2 separate regions of the Mus musculus genome follow, and region 2 is linked to region 1. A link is a contact called in public promoter capture Hi-C data. All regions are on one chromosome and are shown on one strand. Each heading gives the region's core, a stretch centred on a gene start, on an enhancer-like site or on the middle of the called end of the contact. The rest is flanking DNA. Distances are from core to core; before and after follow the strand shown. Region 1 holds the start of Rab11fip2 (RAB11 family interacting protein 2 (class I)). Region 2 holds the start of Zfp950 (zinc finger protein 950).

The links. Promoter capture Hi-C pulls out the DNA fragments that hold promoters and counts their contacts.
Region 2: a promoter capture Hi-C map of hematopoietic stem and progenitor cells shows a contact between it and region 1, with 4 times the contacts expected there. The contact joins the promoter of Zfp950 here to the promoter of Rab11fip2 in region 1. A contact is called at or near these places in 2 of 39 promoter capture datasets (hematopoietic stem and progenitor cells and pre-B cells).

What each region holds. Positions count from the first base shown.
Region 1 is chr19:59,941,333-59,945,327 of GRCm38.p6, forward strand. It overlaps Rab11fip2 (RAB11 family interacting protein 2 (class I)), which reads right to left and starts at 2,032. Exons shown (of 6, transcript NM_001033172.3): 1 at 1,316-2,032. The coding sequence starts at 1,668.
Region 2 is chr19:61,138,571-61,142,662 of GRCm38.p6, forward strand. Zfp950 (zinc finger protein 950) reads right to left here and starts at 2,270. Exons shown (of 3, transcript NM_001001737.2): 1 at 2,135-2,270. The coding sequence starts at 2,137.

The sequences.
Region 1 (3,995 bases), core at 782-3,281:
AGAAGAAATAACATGCTATTAAGTATCAGGAAATTTAAAAATCATTAAATATACAACTTAAACTTCTTCTCCTCCCCCCATCCTCATTGAATATTTACCTATTTTTTTTCTTCTTGCATTTCTAGTATTTTTTCTTACATACACTAAATCTTAGGTAAAGACTTTATTCAAAACAAAAACAATTCTTATTAAATGAAGTTTGCTGGCAGGTTTTACAAAGGAAATAAAGACAGATAAAAGATCACTATACTTGTAAGAAATTAATGTGAGCTTAAAGTTATCATTGCAAAAATAGTGCTCTAAAGGGTAGGTAGATGAACATGCATCAGGACTGGGTTTTGTTCTTTTTTTTTTTTAAGCTACTTGGGAAAAGTGCAGTCCTCTGATGAGTTCCCTCAGCCCTCTTTTCACAAACTCCAGCCATCTCAATGAGCCTTCAGGCCCATTACAAGCTCTGCGTGTAAGGTAAGCGTGTACAAGCATGTAAGCTAAAAGCAGGACAGCAGACCTACCTTTCCAAAGATGCTACTTGTTTCAACTTAGCACATAACATCCTAGTGTTGATTTGAATTTTGATTTCTTAAATTAAGTATATCTAACTTAGGCTAGAAAGTTCAATTTCAAAAGCCATGTTTTCATCGAAGAAGTCATTAAATCACTGCATCACAAGACTGTAATCACTGTCTCTGATCTTACACAACAGCTTTGCTGAACTAATTCTTCAGTAAACAATAGCTCCACTATACTGTAAATTCAAAGGGAAAATGTCAGTGGGCTCAAGACTGAAGATGTCTGTGCAGACTTCCAAAACTTTTGTTCTTTTAACAACTTTCTACCCTATCAAGAAGTACTGACCCTGAAAACTGGTGGAGCAAAAATAAGGCCAACTGTTTCCAATGCTGAAATAAAGAGTTCTAAACCTAGTAACTTATCTTTTGACACCCTTTACTAGTAATTTATTTTTTTAACAGTGCTCAACAAACATAGACCTAATGGTACGCATATATTTAATTTTCTGGTTTTCTAGTTCATGCTCTAGGCCTCTTATAAAAAGTATTAAAACCCAGTGCAAAATATTCCACTAAGAGCTCTTAACCTCACACAGAAATGAGAAAAAAAAATGGTTTACTAATCACTCCATTAAAAAAAAAATCAGAGTAAAGGCTATTTCCCTTCAAAGTCATGCAAAGAGAAGTGCTTAATACTGGATCCTATTTCAATCCCAAAGACCAATGCCTCAAATATACTATGTTCAAGAACAGTAAATCCATATATCTTTAAGTACCCAAAATTCAAAATAAATTATATAACTTACTCTGTTTTCCTTCTTTGTTTGTCCTCAAAGATGTCATTGAGATTGATTGCCACCTGCCCTAAAAACTTATCCAGTCCCACCAGGGACCTGTGCATCACTATAAGAAAAAGAATGTATTTCTCCGGACTACCCTGCATGAGCAACCCAGGCAGCTCAAAGGAGGCCTCCTCCTTCCAGACCGGCTCCAGGGTTTTCTCTGCTACAGATGTAGAATACTTCTCTTTGCCCAACTGAATTATGGTGTATGTGTCATTGGTACCACTTTTGCCTTTTGGCTTCAGATCTTTAGCTTGGAGCACTGTGACCTGCACGTGGGTTGGAAACCACTTTTGGGCTTGCTCAGACAGCATCATTCTGGGTTTTTTGTTTTGTTTTGTTTTTCGGTTTTGTTTTTTGTTGTTGTTGTTTTGTTTTCTCTGCGCAGAGTTCAGAAGCGCAGGCAGAGCCCCTCCCGCGGGGAGAGCCCCGTACCCTGATCACTGCATCCTTAAGAGCACTTCAGTGAGCTGGGCAGTCAGGGCTGCCGCGAGGTCCCTAAGGGCTGCTGTCAGGAGGACCGGTAGGGAGGCCGCCGCCGCTGCTGGGGTCCCTTTCTTCCGTAGAAGCACAGGGGCCCACATCACCTCCGCGCCTTCCGGGCCTCCGCGCGCAGCCCCGCGCCCCGCTTCGCCGCTATCCTGAAACCTGCGCCCCTAGGGCCCGGCCTCCGCCCCGCGCGGCCCGGCTCCTCCTCCGACCCGGCTGATACGAACCGTCGACGGCCGTGGGGCCTGGCTCCCTCCGCCCGCCCGCGCGGCCTCGCCTCGGCTCCTCCCCCCCAAGAGTGGCGCAGGCCTGGGCGAGCGGGGCGGAAGCGGCCGACCTGGACCGGTGTCGGAGGGACGCGGAGCGCGGGTGGCAAACCGAGGCCGGGCGGTGTCACCGGGTGAGGCCTGGCCAGCAACCCGCGGCTCCTAGCGCCCGGCGCGCGGCGGCCGCGCCACTTCCGGGTTGGCCGTCTCCATGTTGAGTGGGGCTGCGCGAGGGGCGGGGCCGGGCGGGGTTGGGGGTCAGCGCCTCCCTGGTTGCCTTGACGACGGGGCGCGCGGTGCGGGACGCGGAGGCTGGGATGCGCGCGCTGGACGGTGGGTGCTGAGGTTCCAACCTGTCGGTTGCAGCGGGCTGGGGAACTGTGAGCCCGCAGAGGCCGACAAGGGGTTCTGGGAGGCGGCACTGGGCCCTATACACCGCCCGCTATTGGGAGAGAACCGGTTTCCATCTTGGAAGGCAGAAATCTGTTCCAGCTGTGTGTTCAGTCCTAGCTGGGCGCTGGTGTCCTTTAATGGTGGTAGTTCTTCTTGAGTGACAGTTCAGACTTCGTCCAACCGTTCTCCATCGTCTTGAAGAGGAAACCTTCAACTGACTAAAGGGACCTCCTCCTGAGCACAGACCAAAAGCAAAGGATGCAGATAGATTCCAAAGCTTAATAAAGATTCTCTTGCTTAATAAAGATTCCCTTGCTTAATAAAGATCATAGACGCTTTGGGATGGCGTCAGAAGACCAGGCCCCCATGCCTGCCACCATAATTCTACGGAACTATTTAGTCTTTTTTCCCCCTTTCTAAGTTGTGTGTATGGCGTCCAAGTCAAAAGCATTCCCTGAGCGCTCACTGTCAAGTCCTCCAGGAATCCAAACCCCAACTTCATGGCCAGAGAGGACAGGAGTACTGTCTCTGCTTTTCAGTCTCAGGAGATGCATACTACCTCTGTTGACTTTATTTCTGTCCATGTCTGCCTAGGAAAATTCTGAAGCTCTTTGGACTGCACTTCCTGGCAGCACATCCAACCTGCGGCCAACAATAGCTATGAATGAGGCCAAACCCAACCTTAAATGCTATGAGAGTATTTAACTGCATTGTGCTTTTCTTCAGGGAGAACTTTGCAGACAGACAACAGCTCTCCAAGCAATGTCAAAAGATTAGACATCCCTGAAGGACTTTAGAGAACTAAGCATTAAACAGACATGCTAACCAATCTGTTGACTGACTAAATGCTTTTCTCCCTTTATGGGACTAATTTTGAGAATAAATATGATAGATAGGAATGTGCTTTATCCAACTTAAAATGGTCATAAACTGTAAGGTATTGGGTTTATTATTATCGGGCAAGTTTTAGAACTTCTGTTATACAAGCTGAGTTTCCATCCCGGGGAGAGCTGAGTTTCCATCCCGGGGAGACAGTGTTTGAAAAGGCCATGTGTGCAAAGCAGAACAAAATCATCTCACTGTGCACATAGCATCTGGATCCCAGAGCGGGCAGTTGTCAACTCTAAAGAAAAAATATTTTCAGGGATTTGTAAAGAGTACATTGGAGCAGTCAGTGGTGGAATTTCACCAGCATCTCTAGAGAGAAATAATATGACACCTGAAACTTGTAGAGAAACAAAATAAGTGTTTTGACATCCAATTTAAGCCTAGTTTTATAAACTGCATTTCAAAGGTTTCACATTTCTATTAGAGGTTGTAATTAAACAATAGGCAATTATAATAATGGATTGTGTTTTTAAAGCACTTACAGTGTTTGCTAAGCTTTATTAATGGTTATAAACTTGTTTACAAGTATCATTCCCCTCATTGTTGAAATGCAGCCATTTCTAGGGTGGAAGTTGGCTACAGCAGTCCACAGCAACGCAATAACAGGC
Region 2 (4,092 bases), core at 1,020-3,519, 1.2 Mb after region 1:
ATGGTGACCTCTGCAGCTGACTACCTTAAACTTTAGTATGTGATCTAGCTCTTGTCTATCCTGTCTCACCCTGCAGTGTGTACAATAAACTGTTCTTCCTATTCTGGTCTGTTCTGCCATGCTCCACAAACAAATCCTTTTCCTGTTACTGCAATGGACAGTTCAATACATGACTCTAATGGGAAATTTAAAAACTCTGTTGTGGTACAGCCTTTTAAGTAAAGAACTTGGGAAGTTTAATCAAGAGGAAAGCAAGGTCATTGCCCTGGGGAGCAATGTGACCTGAGTCAACATAGCTTATCTCAGAAATATTTTTCTAAAAGGCTGAAAATGAAGCTGTCCTAGAATAAACATGTCTTCCCATGGAGAAATCACTGTACACAAAAAAGTTTAGTTAAGAAAAATGTCTTTAATGACAGGATGCATGCAGTGCTGGCTAATGTTCAAAGAGGAGGCAGCAGAGAAGAGATTTTACATTCCACATTTGCTGTCACCCTTAAGTGTCTTTTAGGTTCAGGCCTCAGGTTATGTTTTGAACAATTTAAATATGGACTGGAGTCTGCAAGTCTAGCCACTTAAATGGGAGATTTACACAGCAAAGATACTAACATAAATATTTAAGTATACCAGGATTTCTCTGTGTAGCCCTGGCTGTCCTGGAACTCACTCTGTAGACCAGGCTGGCCTCACACTCAGAAATTCGCCTGCCTCTGCCTCCCAAGTGCTGGGATTAAAGGTGTGCACCACCACTGACCGACCAGCAGATTATTCTTGAGTAACAAGGTTCTAAGTGGAAGATCCCTGAGGATGAAAAGGATAGGAAAAGTAGAAGGTAGAAAGTATAAAAGCTAGGTATGGGAGGTCTCACACAAACTATGTCTTATGCTAAGTAAGCTTCTTAAGAATAGCATCTTGTATACTACTAACAAGGGAAATGGAAAAAAATGGTAGACTTCTATGAAATCAGCAGCAACTATCATACAATGGGACAAACTCAGAAGGTGTCTAATAAACAGCGGTCCAAAGCAGGACACAGGGTATCTCAAGAACATTACTGACAGTGGATTTAGGACTGATAGCCACAGTCCCATGTGGTAGGAAGAGTTGGTTCAGGATGTGAAGCAACCCCTCCCAGAGCCCCAGACCACTAACAGTTCTCACAAGCATATCCCTTGCTTTAGAGGAGCTCTATTTTATTCTCAATTCATCAGGTCCTTAGGAAAAACTCTCCAGGTCCAGGCCTCAGTCTGCTACTGGCTCTGAAAAGCATGTTCCTGGGTTTCCTTCTCCATATCTGAGGGCCTCATGGAAAGCCTTGCTTGATTAAGCTAGCCCTTGACACAACAATGTTTTTTGTTTTCAAATGGTTGTCACCTGGTGTAGTCTTGCCTGTGTGGCAGAACTATGGTTTTCTCAAGAAGAAAACTGGGTCTTTATGGCACACCAGGCTTTAATGTTGGTTGTGACCATGTAATGCCTCCTTGAGCAGTTTGCTAAAGGCCTGCTCTTTTATATGAGGATGGGCTTAGTGGCTAGTTGTAAATAAGAGGTGTCTTCTTTGCTATGGTCTAGAGCCAAATTTCTGGATAATCTTCGTGAATAAACATGTGTATCCTAGTATCCTAATCTCTAACAGGTCTGGTTAGCACACTACTTATCTGTGGAGTGTTTATAGCAGTTCTCCCTGAAGTAAATTCTACTATCTCCTAAGCATTGGTAGATCCTTTACATCATCAATTCTACTCTTCTACATCTCAGCTTAATATTGGATTGCTACCCAATGCATGAGATGCCTTTTACAACCTCCACAAACTTAAGTCCAAATGGATCTTACATCTAAATATTAAATGTAGAAGACAAAAGGGAAACTAGGGCTCTCCGAGTTTGGCATCCTGCCAAGGATGTTTCTACACACAAGTCCCAACTCTAAAAGTTTTGCCCAGTCACAGCTCCCATAGTGAAGTTATTCAGTGGCTACCGCCGGATCCAGGGAATGACTATGACCACAAGGGACCTGACAGGTAGCCGCATCTGGCTGACACTTCCCACCTAGCCCCAGGGAAGACCCACCACAACAGCTCCCGAGGCTCAGCAGCCTGCTCTTCCCCATTGTGGGCAGTGACCCTGTGCTCACCATGTCGCGACTTCAGAGCGTCCCTCACAGTACCCAGTAGCAGAGTTCAGAGTACATCACACAGAAACCTTCAAGACTGCTCAGTCTCAGAGCGGAACTTGCTGCTCGACACCCGGATGAATCCTCCTCCTTTTCTGACTGGCAGGTCCATCTGAAGCCTCTGATTGGCCAGTGAGTCTTGTGTGACTTGAGCACCTCCCTTAGGGTAAGAGCGTGCTGACGTACACAACTTAGAAGTTCCCGGTTCAGGCTTCCAGTCCAGGGCAAAAGGTTTTCCAGATGTGCAGAGATGTACATTTCAGTAGCACTTGTGCCTGTCCTCCAATATCCTACCTGTCTGTCTTCCCACCCAGCCCCGCGGGAGGAACCACCACTCCAGTTTCCGCTGCTCAGCCACCTGCTCCTCCCTTTGTGGCAATAGATCCTGCACTCACTACCTTGCCACTTCAGCCCTTGCTTGAACTCCCCTCAGTACTCCGGAGGCACTTCCTTCTTCCTCCTGGAATAGCCTTTACATAGCCCATTACTCAACTTGCAGTAGAGTTTTCAATCTGGTCCTCAAGTGGAAGGATGCCCAGGGTATTAACAATTAAAGAGAGATTTTAGGAAATAAGATAATAAGATGTTTAGGTAAACTGCAGCAGCTATTTTTCACCTGGTAAGTATGAGACAACGCTGGGGGACAAAAGCAAGAAATAGATGACAAACACTATGGAGCACTATTGTTAGCCAGCACATCTTCCTCCTTGGGAAGGTGGAAAAAAACTGACTGATAGTTACCTGACCCTCGGGAAAGTCCCAGGTAGAGTTCAAATACCTGTCATGCTTGCTAGCCAATAGGTTTAAAGGTCAATATGCTTAGCCAATAAGGTTGAGGTATAATCTTGCTGGTGTAACCTGTGCTCCTAAAAAGTATAAAAACTGTAATGGCCATTTGGGGTCGCCTTCTTATTAACTCGTCTCAATGCTCTGGAAAATAAACCTCTTGCTTTTGCATGGGGTGGTTTGGGTGGGAAAGAAGTCCTCTTTGAAGATGAGCTCCACTTGTATAAGGTTGATAATAAAAACAAAATAAAAAAGCTCAACAAGAAGAAGAGAAAAACCCAGCATGTTGTTTTCTGACATTTCCTGTACTTCAATTCTCCTAGAAAGAGTGGGGCCAAAAACTTTCTGAATCACGTTGGGCTGTACTTAAGGACAATAACGCATTCACACACTTTTCTCCCATTTAATTTATCCTAGACATTGTATTCCAGCAAACCTTCAGAGGGCAGTGGGGAAATTCCTTTCACCCCTATCATATTCTACCCTGCCCTGCTGCACATCAGCTCAGTGGCTTACCAATGGCAAAGTTTTAGTGCAGTTTAAAAAAAAAAAAAAGTTCAGGGGTACAGTGTTTCTGAACAAAAAGAACTGCACTAAGTCCATTATAAGACACAAAATAGCTTTGAGAATAGGTTTGATAATTTTTTATAAAGAAAAAAATTTAAGATTTATTTATTTATTTATTTATTAATGCACATTTAGTACACTGTAGTTGTCTTCAGACACACCAGAAGAGGGCATTGGATCCCATTACAGATGGTTGTAATCCACCATGTAGTTTCTGGGAATTGAACTCAGGACCACTGGAAGGGAAGTCAGTGCTCCTAACCTCTGACCCATTTCTCTAGCCCTCAATAATGTTTCTTAATGAATCCATCCTATAATTACAGGGTAAATCAACACTTGCTTTCAAAACTTAAACAGTTGTGAAGCCATTTAATAACAACTAATATTTCATTCACAGTTTGTCAAGCTTCTTGTGCATGTCTCATGCTGCCATGTTTAAAAGAAGAAAAGATGCCTTTACTTCCATGAAAGTTGTAGTAAATACATTTTTTGAACCGAAGTTCTAGTGATGTCTGTATTCATCAGACTTCAAGACAAGGGAAAAAGAGACCCATACTTTTCAAATT